2 separate regions of the Bombyx mori genome follow, and region 1 is linked to region 2. Evidence: chromatin contacts called from public Hi-C data. All regions are on one chromosome and are shown on one strand. The core of a region is the stretch at or near the end of the contact, and the rest is flanking DNA. Distances in the headings are between cores, read along the strand shown.

Region 1 (6,289 bases), core at 2,749-5,248, 48 kb before region 2:
CCTTCCACCCCTCAATATAGTTGGTAATATATTATATTTTAATCTAATTTGTCAAATTGCTAATGATCTGCTCTTACAGTTTTAGAAGTAATAAAAAAAGTAAATGTTCCGCAGATGCTATGCTAAGAGTTAGAATAGAGTGGAGTAAAATTGTTTAATGTACACCAGAAAAAAAATGCGAAGGTAATCAAAAGAAAAAAGGAAAATAGGCGGTCTTATGACTCGAAGTGATCTCTTCCAGAGAAATAGGCAAGGAGACTTTCTCAGTGCGTATCCGGCTATCCGGGATTCCCTAGAGTTAAAAAAAAGGGTAGACTCCTGTGCACTTGAAAGTCGTTTTGTTATTGATATAATTTTAAATTGCAAATTGTAAATTTTACCTGAACACTGAAGTCCAATTTGAATTGAACTTTGTACTTAAATTCGAAGGTTGGCTTCTAAATTAGACTTCTCTTCTGGAAGTAAGCTTTATGCTTGCAAATAAAAAACTTGCACTACTTTAAATATATTAAGGTAATATATTATGTTCTAATAAATTAATTGTAAACTTTAAATAAATAAAATAACTAGGCCTAATAACTTTTCTTTTTTTTTAAATTGGTTTTCAGCCATTAGCTAATCTACTTTTTAGCCTATCAGTTAATTTATCAAAGCAGAAAGGACGATATTTAAACCAATCTCACCTCAATCGAAATTTGGTCTAGGCAAGAAGAAACAAAGGTGGAGAGAAAATGATAGAGTTCTGTATCAACAAGAATTTCACGAATTTAAGCACTCATTTTCAATATCACCTTCGACGCCTTTACACATGGTCATTTCTGGGTAATCGATACCGAAATCAGATTGATTATATTTTACTAAACTCCCGTTGGAAGTCATCCGTGAACAACGTGAAGACGTTTCTTGGTGGTGAATGCGGCTCAGACTACAATTTACTAGTTGCCAGCTTTAGACTTGACTGACTTTAGACTGATCAATAAGACCTTGGTTGAGGTAATACCCAAGCACTTGAAAGCAGACCCTAAAAAAACTGTCTGGATATCGGATCCCCCTTGGACTCTCATCCAGCGCAGGAAAGAATTAAAAGTTAGTGGACGACAAGATCCGGAGATAATGTGAGAGTATGCCTTATTAAGCCAGACTATAGATGCTTGTTGTAGTGTATATAAGAACAAGTTTATAAATGACATCTGTAAAGACATAGAGCAACACTCCCTTAAATACCAAACAGCAGATCTGTTTAAAAAAGCCCGTCTGTTGTCCAAAAAAATCAAACCCAAATCATGGGCTGTGGAAGATGCTAATGGAGAAATCCTGTATCAGTCGGATGAAGTCACTGAAAGATGACGGTGTTACTGCGAGGACCTATACAAGGGTACCCTAGACACATCCGAAGACATACCTCGGAATAGCTTTGAATTAGAACCACATTTAATTTGTTCCGAGGTGGTTGTAGCACTAGCAATCCTTAAGAACAAGAAAACACCAGGCCCAGACACTATAAAAGCAGAAATACTGAAAGCCTTAATACTCTCTTAACAATCTGTAACAGGGTTTGGTTTTGTCGAGAATGGCCGAGTGTTTGGACGGAATCCACTATAATACCACTACACAAGAAAGGTTTTATAAAACAATGTGAAAACTGCCGCACCCTTCCCCTGATGCGAGCAAAATCATGCTCCATATCTTAAATCACCGCATCAGGTACTACATTGACTGGCAGATTCCGCAAGAGCAGGCGGGATTCATCAATGGTGCTCTCACTCTTTCTCTATGGAGCTGAGACATTGACTCTGAAATCAGTTGATTGCATGCAGCTGGCATTGATGCCTTGGATATGTGGGGCTGGAGGAAGATGCTACGAATCCCGTAGACACCATATCGGATTAACGCATCCATATTAAGACAGCTCAATATCCAAACTAGGCTCTCTACCATCTGCTTCAAGAGGATATTTGAGTTCTTCGGTCACATTGCCAAAAAGAACAGTGACCATCTTGAAAAATTGATAGTAACTGGCAAGATTGCAGGCAAAAGATCTCGTGGCCGCAATCCAATGCGTTGCCGCGTTGGTCCGACCAAATCCGCACCACTCTGGATACCACCGTCTATGATGCCATACACACCGCCGAGAACAGAAGATGGCGAAACATCATCCAGAGATGGATAATGGGAAGATATAGTTACGACCCTCAGACATGAGGAATGCAACTCAGGGGAGAGAAGTCTATTAGGTTAATCGTTTTTATTCAGTGGATATTCCAAATTTGATTACCTTTTCAATAAAAATGCTACTTTATAATAGTTTACAGTTCATTATGGATGCATTCGATTTATTAAAGATTGTTTTACGAGCAAAAAAAACATCAAATTAACCACAGGCTTCACGTATCCAGTTCTTCTCATTTTATTTCACGAGATAAAAAAAACCAAAAATGTACTATTTATCTGTGTAGTTACTATTACTGTACTGTAGTTGATTTCTAATTGAAATTTAGATTTAGGGATTTTAAACGAGCGATAAGGCAGGTAGGTCAGTGGTCTTCCCATACTTTGGACTTAAATAATTAATGGTTAAAAATCCATCTTAATTACACGTTTAATCTTAAACAAGAATTAAAAAATAAAATTAAATATCAGAACACCATGAGTTTACATAGAACACCACAACTACGCCAAAACTATCAGTAAATCGGCACGATTCAATTGACCACTTATTTTATTTCATCCCATACCACACCTTTTAAATGTTATAATAAAGTTCGTTTTTCTTTATTTTTTGTATAATTGCCATGTTTTTTTTTACTGTCTAAAAATGATCGTCCGGCATATTGGTTACGTTTCCTTTGCTTGTCGAATGGTCCATTATAATAGTAAAATTAAATGATAGAAAAATTGATAAAATTTCTACAGGACTCAAATTGTAATACCGGTAAAATGGGGCGATTAGGGATTGAAAGGCGAATCGGGAAAAAACCGGGAAAATCTTTCGACGCTCAATATAAGTTTTATATTCGTTGCAAAATCTTAAATTTTTTTGTAGTTTAATAGTAGAATGTTGAAAGTTCACAAAACAACTCTGAATATGCATGATAATAGCTGCTAACTTATAAAAAATCGCGTTTCAAATTAACTTCCTGTGGTGGTAATTATTTTAGTGCTAGAAACTTTGCTCTCTTTTATTTATTTGATAATAATAGAAGACGACTATGATTTATAAACGTTATTTAGTGTTTGAACCAGCATATATATTAAAGGTAAGTCTCAGTTGTTATTGGTTTTAATGTATTTGATTAAATAAAAATACATGTAAAAATCTATTGTTTTTGGGGATATTGGGGACGTGTTAGGTACAAATAACAACGAAAAAGGGGTCAATTGGGATGAGAATACGTGAAATGGAAACGACCTAAGTATAAATAGATACAGGTTTGTAGGGTTGTCTATGTAGTTATAACAATATTTTTTAAATTTGTTGGTAAAAATCTGGTTTATCGAAGCGAAATTGGGAATAAGTCTTTAGTTGAAATAGATAAGCAATTTAATATAAGTAAGTCGATTTTGCAGAGACATGTAACAAGATCAATGAAATCTCAAGGTGGACAAAAATGTCTAAGTAATACATAATAAAATATTTAATATCTGTTCAGAGTGGGGGTATTCATCTGATTAATCCATGGAATAACCGACACACCTAATCTCTTAACCCAGATAGAAATATCAGCCCCTAAGTACTTACCAAGAACGGAGAAATATAAACCGTTTCTAAGAAAGCCCACTATATATATATAAATATATATATATATATATATAGTATATATATTGTTGTTATTGCACTGTCGATTGCACCTATAATTGAGGTGATGTCTGCCATATACTTTTGTCAGTTTTTCAATTTTTTTTATTGATCATCACTTTTTTGGTGCAACTAAATAAATAAATAAATTAAAACTATATATAAAAATAAAAGTAGTGCCAACCCTAGCAAATTTCTCATTTCGTCCCAATTAACCGCAATTTTCGGGTAAATAGGGATTACACCTATTTTTGCATTTTTTGCTTAAACTGGAATGCTAGTTGCATAATTTTAAATTAGACAACAAAGATGCCCCCAAGACTCAATCATTTTGATCCTGATATAGCATTATATACATCAACAACTACCCTAAAATTGCTCATAAAGTTGGAATTTGTCCCTAATCGCCCCATTTTACGGTATCTAATTACATGACAAGAAAACATTAATATGTGATAATTTTCAACATTAACAAATTTGTCTTTTAAAATTAAATAATGTCGCTCGAACAAACTGCTTGTGATGGTTAGTATTTGTCATTAGGTTATGTCCGGCGATCGAGATTCTCTGTTTTGTAAATAAATAGCAACTTGCGTTTATTTTGCACATCATTGATTTAAATTTAGGCCTATTTGTGTGTTTAAGTTGTTTACTATATATCGTTTTCACATTAGATCTAATAATGCAAATCTTCAAAATCACTTACGATTTTTAATGTACAATTTTGTCGTTACGATTTTGATAAATAACCCTTTATGATTAATGATACTGAGTAGTCATAATTACAGATTTGAAAGCTTTTGAGCGTCGTTTAACTGAAGTGATAGCATGTCTCCAACCAGCTACAATGAGATGGAGAAGTAAGTACTTATACTATTTTTATAATACATACCTAGCTAGTTCTAGAGCTAAACTGCAACAAAAAAGCATAGTTCTCAGTGGATGGCTCGCACAAAGATCTACAAAACCAATTACTGAAACAGCTGTGAATAGTCGAGCTGATCAGTGATAAAATATACCTTAAAGTAATGGACTTAGTCTATACATTTAAATTATACACTTGTTAAAAAATGAGATAAATAAGAATAATATATTTTTCATTAATACTTCGATTAAACTATTTACAACTTTGTTTAAAACTTAATTCCAGTTCTACTGACAATTGTGTCAGTTTGTACAGCAATAGCAGCATACCATTGGTTGATGGATCCTCTGACACCTGTAGTCTCGCTCACACAGTCTTTGTGGAATCATCCCTTTTTTGCTGTGACCTCTACATTATTGGGTAAGATAAATCGATGCTTCCAATGAACACTAACTCAAAATTTTGAAATTTTCGTTTTTCACGTGAATCGCTTCACTATTTTAAAAGTATTACAAATTCATTATTAATAGGGTTCGAAGCAAGAGTAAATCAGCTAGTTACACAAGAAAAAACCATAAAATCTTTATTATTGCAGATATATTTATCAACTTTTTTCGTTTAAACTCCTCCTTATACATACGAATTTGGAGTTAGTGTTCATTATGGAATAAAATATGGAAATTAATCATTGTTTTTATTTACTTTATGTATATGTAATTCATGTGATTGTTTTGATTGACAAATATATTTAATTCAACTGCAGTTGCAATTAGTGCCAACTGTTGACCTCAATATACTTAAACAATAGTGATATGAATAAAATGTTGTATTTAATTTATAAAAGCCCATAGCAATAGCTAATAAATGAGAATTAAACAATTTCTTATGGTAAAAGTGTTTACATTCCAATGCAACTGTTTACTGTTTAGTACTATTGAATGAACTATCATCTTGTTAAATAGCGAATTAATTGTAGCAAAAAAACGATTACTTTCTTACAGTTTTGCTATTCATGATTGGAGTACATAGAAAGGTAGTGGCTCCTAGCATCATCACAGCGCGCACTCGCTCCATACTTAATGACTTCAACATGTCTTGTGACGATACTGGCAAACTTATTCTGAAGCCGAGACCAGCAAATAGCTCATTATTTTAAATATTATCTAACTTTGTACATATCTTTAAATATTAAATATAAGAATAAACTTGTTTTTATTTTATTATTGTTTTGTTTTTCAAATATGTATTAAGCTATTATAAATATAGTGATTTAAGTTTTCTATATTATCTTATACCTTTAAACGAGCAATTCTTGTATATATATAATATGAATCTCGGAAACGGCTCCAACGATTTTTTTGAAGTCGTCGTGGCCTAAAGGATAAGACGTCCGGTGCATTCGTATGTAGCGATGCACCGGTGTTGGAATCCCGCAGGCGGGTACCAATTTTTCTAATGAAATACGTACTCAACAAATGTTCACGATTGACTTCCACGGTGAAGGAATAACATCGTGTAATAAAAACCAAACCCGCAAAATTATAATTTGCGTAATCACCGGTGGTAGGAGCTCTTGAGAGTCCGCACGGGTAGGTACCACCACCCCGCTTATTTCCGCCGTGAAGCAG
Region 2 (5,858 bases), core at 2,012-4,511:
GATGATTCTATTAAAATTCTCTTAACTGTGAATTCTTTTGCAAATTTTCCGAGTAAGTACCCATGATAATGTCATCCTCACACAGACAATTCTCGAATCCCGCGAAGAATTTTATCTGTAGTCGCCGATTATGGAAATGACACGAGGAATTAAATTTAATGAAGAATATTTAACGACAAGGCGCAGGTGCGGCAGTCTTTTCTCCATTTATAGAACATCCTGTCCTCAGTTGTTATTCTTATTGGAATTATTTAAATTTCAGAACATATTATAAATGTCAGAATCCACTTTATTTAGTTAACGTTTATGTACGAATAGTTTCACGTCTCTTGAATAAACCAACATATGTATTTAATACACCTGTTTCATTTGCTACGTTAGCATGTGGAATGCTTATCAAAATCCCTGGAAGATTTAATATTTGTTCCGTGTCCTATACACACACTTAACGGTAGGCAGCGGCTTAGCTCTGCCCCTGGCATTGCTGAAGTCCAAGGGCGATGGTAACCACACACCTTCAGGCGTGCCGTATGTTCGACTGCTTACAAGGGCAATAAAAAAACCAGTATCATTACATAGTATAAAACAAAGTCGCTTTCTCTGTCCGTATGTATGCTTAGATCTTTAAAACTGCACAACAGATTTTTTTTAATAGATAGTGATTGAAGAGGAATGTTTATATATATACTTAATAACATCCATAAAATAGTGGAGAAATCAATAATAAATTACAGTTTCCGAAGCAAAGCTAGGGCGGGTCGCTAGTAAATAATAAAACAAATAACAAAAGAGTTGTTCGTCTCATTTTTATAGTACAGCGTTTGCCCAACCCTTTAAGCTGGTACGCATTCCCGGTAGAAATAGGCTGGTAGTACCTACACGTGCGGGCCCTATCACAAAATTCAATTGAAGGACTAAATTCAACGCTAACCTTCCGTTGGTAATGTTTGACTGACATTATATTATTCCATTGTCACTAATAAGGCGAGAACATACGCATTGTATTGGAAACCGCGCAAGGTGTCCTTACGGGTTTTAGATGATTTGGATGACAAAACTACGGTATTATATGCAAGAATTCCAGCTACCATCTACGGTACAGGATAAAATATGATATTTACCCAATAATATTTTCTTTATTTGTTAAGGAAAATATATTATAATATAATTGAATGTAAAACATTGTAATTAATCAAGTTATAAGGAAGGAAACAGCTAATGTATGCAGAGCATTGGCGATTTCGATAGATGTTGGACGTTGGCAACAAGCTTTGTAATTAGATGGGTGGACGAGCTCACAGCCCACCTGGTGTTAAGTGGTCACTGGAGCCCATAGACATCTACAACGAAAATGCGCCACCCACCTTGAGATATAAGTTATAAGGTCTCAGTATAGTTACAACGGCTGCCCCACCCTTCAGACCGAAACGCATTACTGCTTCACGGCAGAAATAGGCATAGCGGTGGTACCTACCCGTGTGGACTCACATGAGGTCCTACCACCAGTAAAATGTAATTCATAAAATTTCGATAGCGTAATAAATAATAGTATTCGCCCAATGATCTGAATTCGGCCGTAATAAGTGACACTTCTAGATTTAGATTTCACAAATCGTATTTTTGTCGGAAATTGGTTTTAAAGGTTTTGATTTTATTTTAAAATTCTAACATTTTTCCATAACAAGGTGAAAAAAAGCTAACATTATTGAAAACACTAAAGCTCATCACTAAAGCTACGCTTATCAACCGATCGTAATGTTTACGTTGTATTACTAGTAATAAATGAGTATCGTTTAATAAAACTAATAAATCTGCAACATTATACTGACACACGAACTGCATTATTGTTGAATTATTGAAAGCGAGGCAGATAATGTACGTACGTAATGTATGTTGACGCGGGTCGTGCCCAATAAAATGCCTAATCTATGGTAACAATGCCCCTGGAAATAAACGATGAAGCATTTCTCACGCGAGTAGTGATTGTTTTGATTGGATGATTGTGGCGTACTGTGTACAAACGAGGAGGGAACAAAACAAAAAATGTGTATACGTATGATGGGTTAACTAAGGTCGAATATCAATAGCTTTTACTAAATGGTAACGTAATGGGGAGTCTTATATTTTTTACGGATTTAAAGTTAGCGTAATATCTCAAGTTTGAATCGCATTTTGGTATTTTGGATCTAAACACAAAAATAAATGTTGTGAAAAACTTCAAACCTCTACTACCTACTGGTAGTAATCTCGAGGGGTTATACTAGCTTCACCGAACATGTGGGCGAACTCACAGGGCTCAGCCTGGGAGACTGCTACCATCTGCTCTAGCAAGAGTGGTGTTTCGCTGAATCTACCACCGGATCAGAATCGCGACCCTCTGAGAAGATTTGGCGAGAAGCTCAGAGGGCTCAGATTACGTGATTTCGGCCATTTGTATTAACTGGTTTAGCTCGCCATCTATATACTATCAAGATCTTAATCAGGACTACATATAGTACGTATTATATTATATATTTTTACCAAAACAGAAACGGTACCTAGTGTACAAAGATTCAAATAATAGTGAGAAGCGGACGACACATCTGTTTGTTCGTTAAATTTATGGCATACACCCATTTGTTGAAGACTTCTCTGGCGTCATCTATTGTACGCGGCACTATGAAAATAAACTTCCGTGACGCGTCAGCAACAACTGCACTAAGATTCAAGTGAAATCGGATAACACACATGAGCGGCAAACAAAAAATCATATTTTGGTTGTTTGGGGTGCGCGCTACGTTTTGTCCTTAGGTACTCAAAACACGAAGTAAAAAGATAATGTTCGCTGTCGGGATAAGTGTGAGTAAATGTTTGCACTACTGTATGGAGTATAGCGCTCGTGATTACCGACCGGTAGGCGGGTTTATGTTGACCAAATAAAGCCGAGGGTTAGTTAGGGGTATGGGGATCACGGGTTGTGAATTCAATGGAATCCTTTATATTTATTTAGGTTATTTTAGCTGTCAATTATATTTTGCGTGCTGTTTGATACAAAAGGGCGAGATTTCAATTTTAAATTTCCGTAGTTGGGCACGAGAGCAATATTCAGGGCGGCTGGACATAATCTGTGTGGGCTCACAGTACGCCCAATGACCAGTTACCATTTAAATTAAGGAAACAGGATATCAACTATCAGACTAACTCGTCAACTTTACGTCACCTACGTTTGATAACGTGACATTGTGCTATACGAGGGTGCAGTCGTGAATTGACGGGGAGGCCTATGTCGAGAAGGGACACTAGTGGGCCGAAGATTTAAAAAAGTCTTCGAATACGAAATACTTGTGATGACGGTGAGGTATTTAACATTACTTCCACGATTCACATTTTTATATGCATTTTAGGATTTTACTTTTAAATAAATAGGTGATCTCTGGGTCTACGATGGGTTACCTTTATTTTATGTACTGTGTGTCTCGTGGGGAATATTTTGAAATTTTACTCGAAATGATGAATGAAGAAGAGTTTATCGATGCTATCTAGAAATGGTTACCACCAGTGGCTATGAAATGAATTCTCTACGGTATTTTTCGAGCTCCATGACATTATCTTCTTCAAATGAAGAGTCACAGCTTGGCTGGCGAAGGTGATTACTTAAAGTCAGATGTACCGTATACTAATCTGTCTCTAAAGGCAACAAAAATAGCGATAAAATTTGTAATTATCCGAGTTTTACTGTGATAGTGGGCGTAACCTTTCTCGATGCAGCTTTCACGGAGCCTTGAACACCCTCACGTGTTTCTCTCGTATTTATTAATAAAATAACTGAGCCAATGAACATGTTTATATGATGTCATTCTGGTGTAAAGTTTCAAGTTCACGGTTTATTTGAACAATGTTTATATTTGTGCAAGGTTAAACTCGGGTGCATACTTTACGTCCCTTGCGATCCTCTCCGGACGGGCGCCGATGTGTGCTGACAATGCGCATACCTTTTCTTCCAATTTTTGCAAATTAAGTACCGGTATGAACGTGTGCTGCGAAGCCTAATCTTAAAAGTTCATATCTAGAAATATTTCTGACTAATTGAGCTATCTCGTCACTGAGTTATCAGTACGAAAATAAAGTTGGTTTCCGCTGACGACTAGATTGAACTACATTGACAAAACATACACAGAATGACTTCTCATTCGATTTGGAATAGTTTGTCATACTTATTCTAATTCTATAATTTTAATAAGTGCATATCTCAGATTTTAAATGTTTCCTATAATGTAAACTGTATATTGGGTCAGTTGTCATGTTAAAATAAAATGGTAAAACGGATCAGGTAATACAGTATTTATTATGTATCCGCAATTTAATTTTTTTGTAAAATATTGTAACTTTATCTATTAATTGCTTAACCAATTTTTTTCTACGTGGTTTTAACATTCATTTATAAAACCAAAGTTAGTCATTTCTAAAATTAATTTTAACATGTATATGTGGTCAGCTGCAGAATTGCATGTATATCTTAATTTGTATTATACTTACTGATGATATAATACTTACTAATATGATTTTTTTAAAGTAATACCACTGCCATTTTTTTATTTTTATTTTTTTGCTTAGATGGGTGGACGAGCTCACAGCCCACCTGGTGTTAAGTGGTTACTGGAACCCATAGACATCTACAACGTAAATGCGCCACACACCTTAAGATATAAGTTCTAAGGTCTCAGTATAGTTACAACGGCTGTCCCACCCTTCAAACCGAAACGCATTACTGCTTCACAGCAGAAATAGGCGGGGCGGTGGTACCTACCCGTGCGGACTCATAAGAGGTCCTACCACCAGTAATTACGCAAATTATTTTTTGCGGGTTTGATTTTTATTACACGATGTTATTCCTTCACCGTGGAAGTCAATCGTGAACAATTGTTAAGTACGTATTTCATTAGAAAAATTGGTACCCGCCTGCGGGATTCAAACACCGTTGCATCGCTATATACGAATGCACCGGACGTCTTATCCGGAGGTTTGGTCATTTATTGAAGTCATGTGATCATTTAAATATCCTTTTCTTGATATGGTAGTTGATAAAAGACAACAGAATTTAGATTTATAAATATTGCTATCTCAACGTTTAATTTGATAATATTTTTTGAAGTGTTAGACTAGTTTTATTTAAACTACGTCTCTATTCTGTGATATCATGTTTAATATTTGCTGAAGTGTATGTATATCTACTAAGCCCCTAAAGTCAGTTGAATTAGTATCACGGTTTCGTACTTTTCAGAATTTAATGATTACAAACTATGTAAGTGATGACTTTGCAATTTAAATAATATTACCTTCCATGAATAATAGTCTATCTGGCTATCACATAATGCCAACTCATAGTAAATCATATGTCAATTCAAACAGTTAAATAACTACTGTTATGATCCCAATTCCTAATGAAATGTTATCCCTATCATCAGAACTATAGGCAATCTCTTTTCAATAATTATTAGTGATAAAACAACAGCAAAAACAATAACTTGCAAGGAAATTTATTAAATTTAATAAAAAAAGAACAATATTGCTGCATGTTTGATTTGAAGGTTGGGATAGCTGCTTTATGCTCAATACTAATGGAACTTATTTCACTTAAGTAGGATGATGGCATTCTGATTATGGCGACGATGGGCTTCTGTGCCAAATCATTTTTCAAAATTACAGACAATGTCATTATTATTAACAGTGTGAGAAGATATCAGTGTAGCGTCATAATTTTATCTGTAAAATATATCAGTAGATTGATTGGGTCCTTTCAAGGTACACATACATAAAAAATTTATGATAATTTACAAACGTTCTTGTGTGAAAACTATAGGTTTGTCTGTCATTGAAAT

What was found. A called contact is a pair of places that touch in the nucleus more often than the background predicts.
Region 1: a Hi-C map of midgut shows a contact between it and region 2, with 1.7 times the contacts expected there. The contact joins the promoter of LOC101739088 here to the enhancer-like site in region 2. A contact is called at or near these places in 3 of 7 Hi-C or Micro-C datasets (midgut and whole pupa).

The regions. Positions count from the first base shown.
Region 1 is chr11:10,134,172-10,140,460 of ASM3026992v2, reverse strand. It overlaps LOC101739088 (nuclear envelope phosphatase-regulatory subunit 1), which reads left to right and starts at 3,998. Exons shown (of 4, transcript XM_021351588.3): 1 at 3,998-4,321; 2 at 4,585-4,656; 3 at 4,947-5,081; 4 at 5,663-5,881. The coding sequence starts at 4,294. The coding sequence ends at 5,817. LOC101738499 (enoyl-CoA delta isomerase 1, mitochondrial) reads right to left here and starts at 922. Exons shown (of 5, transcript XM_038013931.2): 1 at 684-922.
Region 2 is chr11:10,085,779-10,091,636 of ASM3026992v2, reverse strand. The region is part of intron 1 of LOC101739428 (CYFIP-related Rac1 interactor B); the gene reads right to left. Among protein-coding and RNA genes, the nearest start is that of LOC101739428, 5.2 kb to the right of the region's middle. Within about 2 kb of position 3,261, at least 6 of the 8 cell types and tissues checked have open chromatin away from gene starts, as enhancers often do.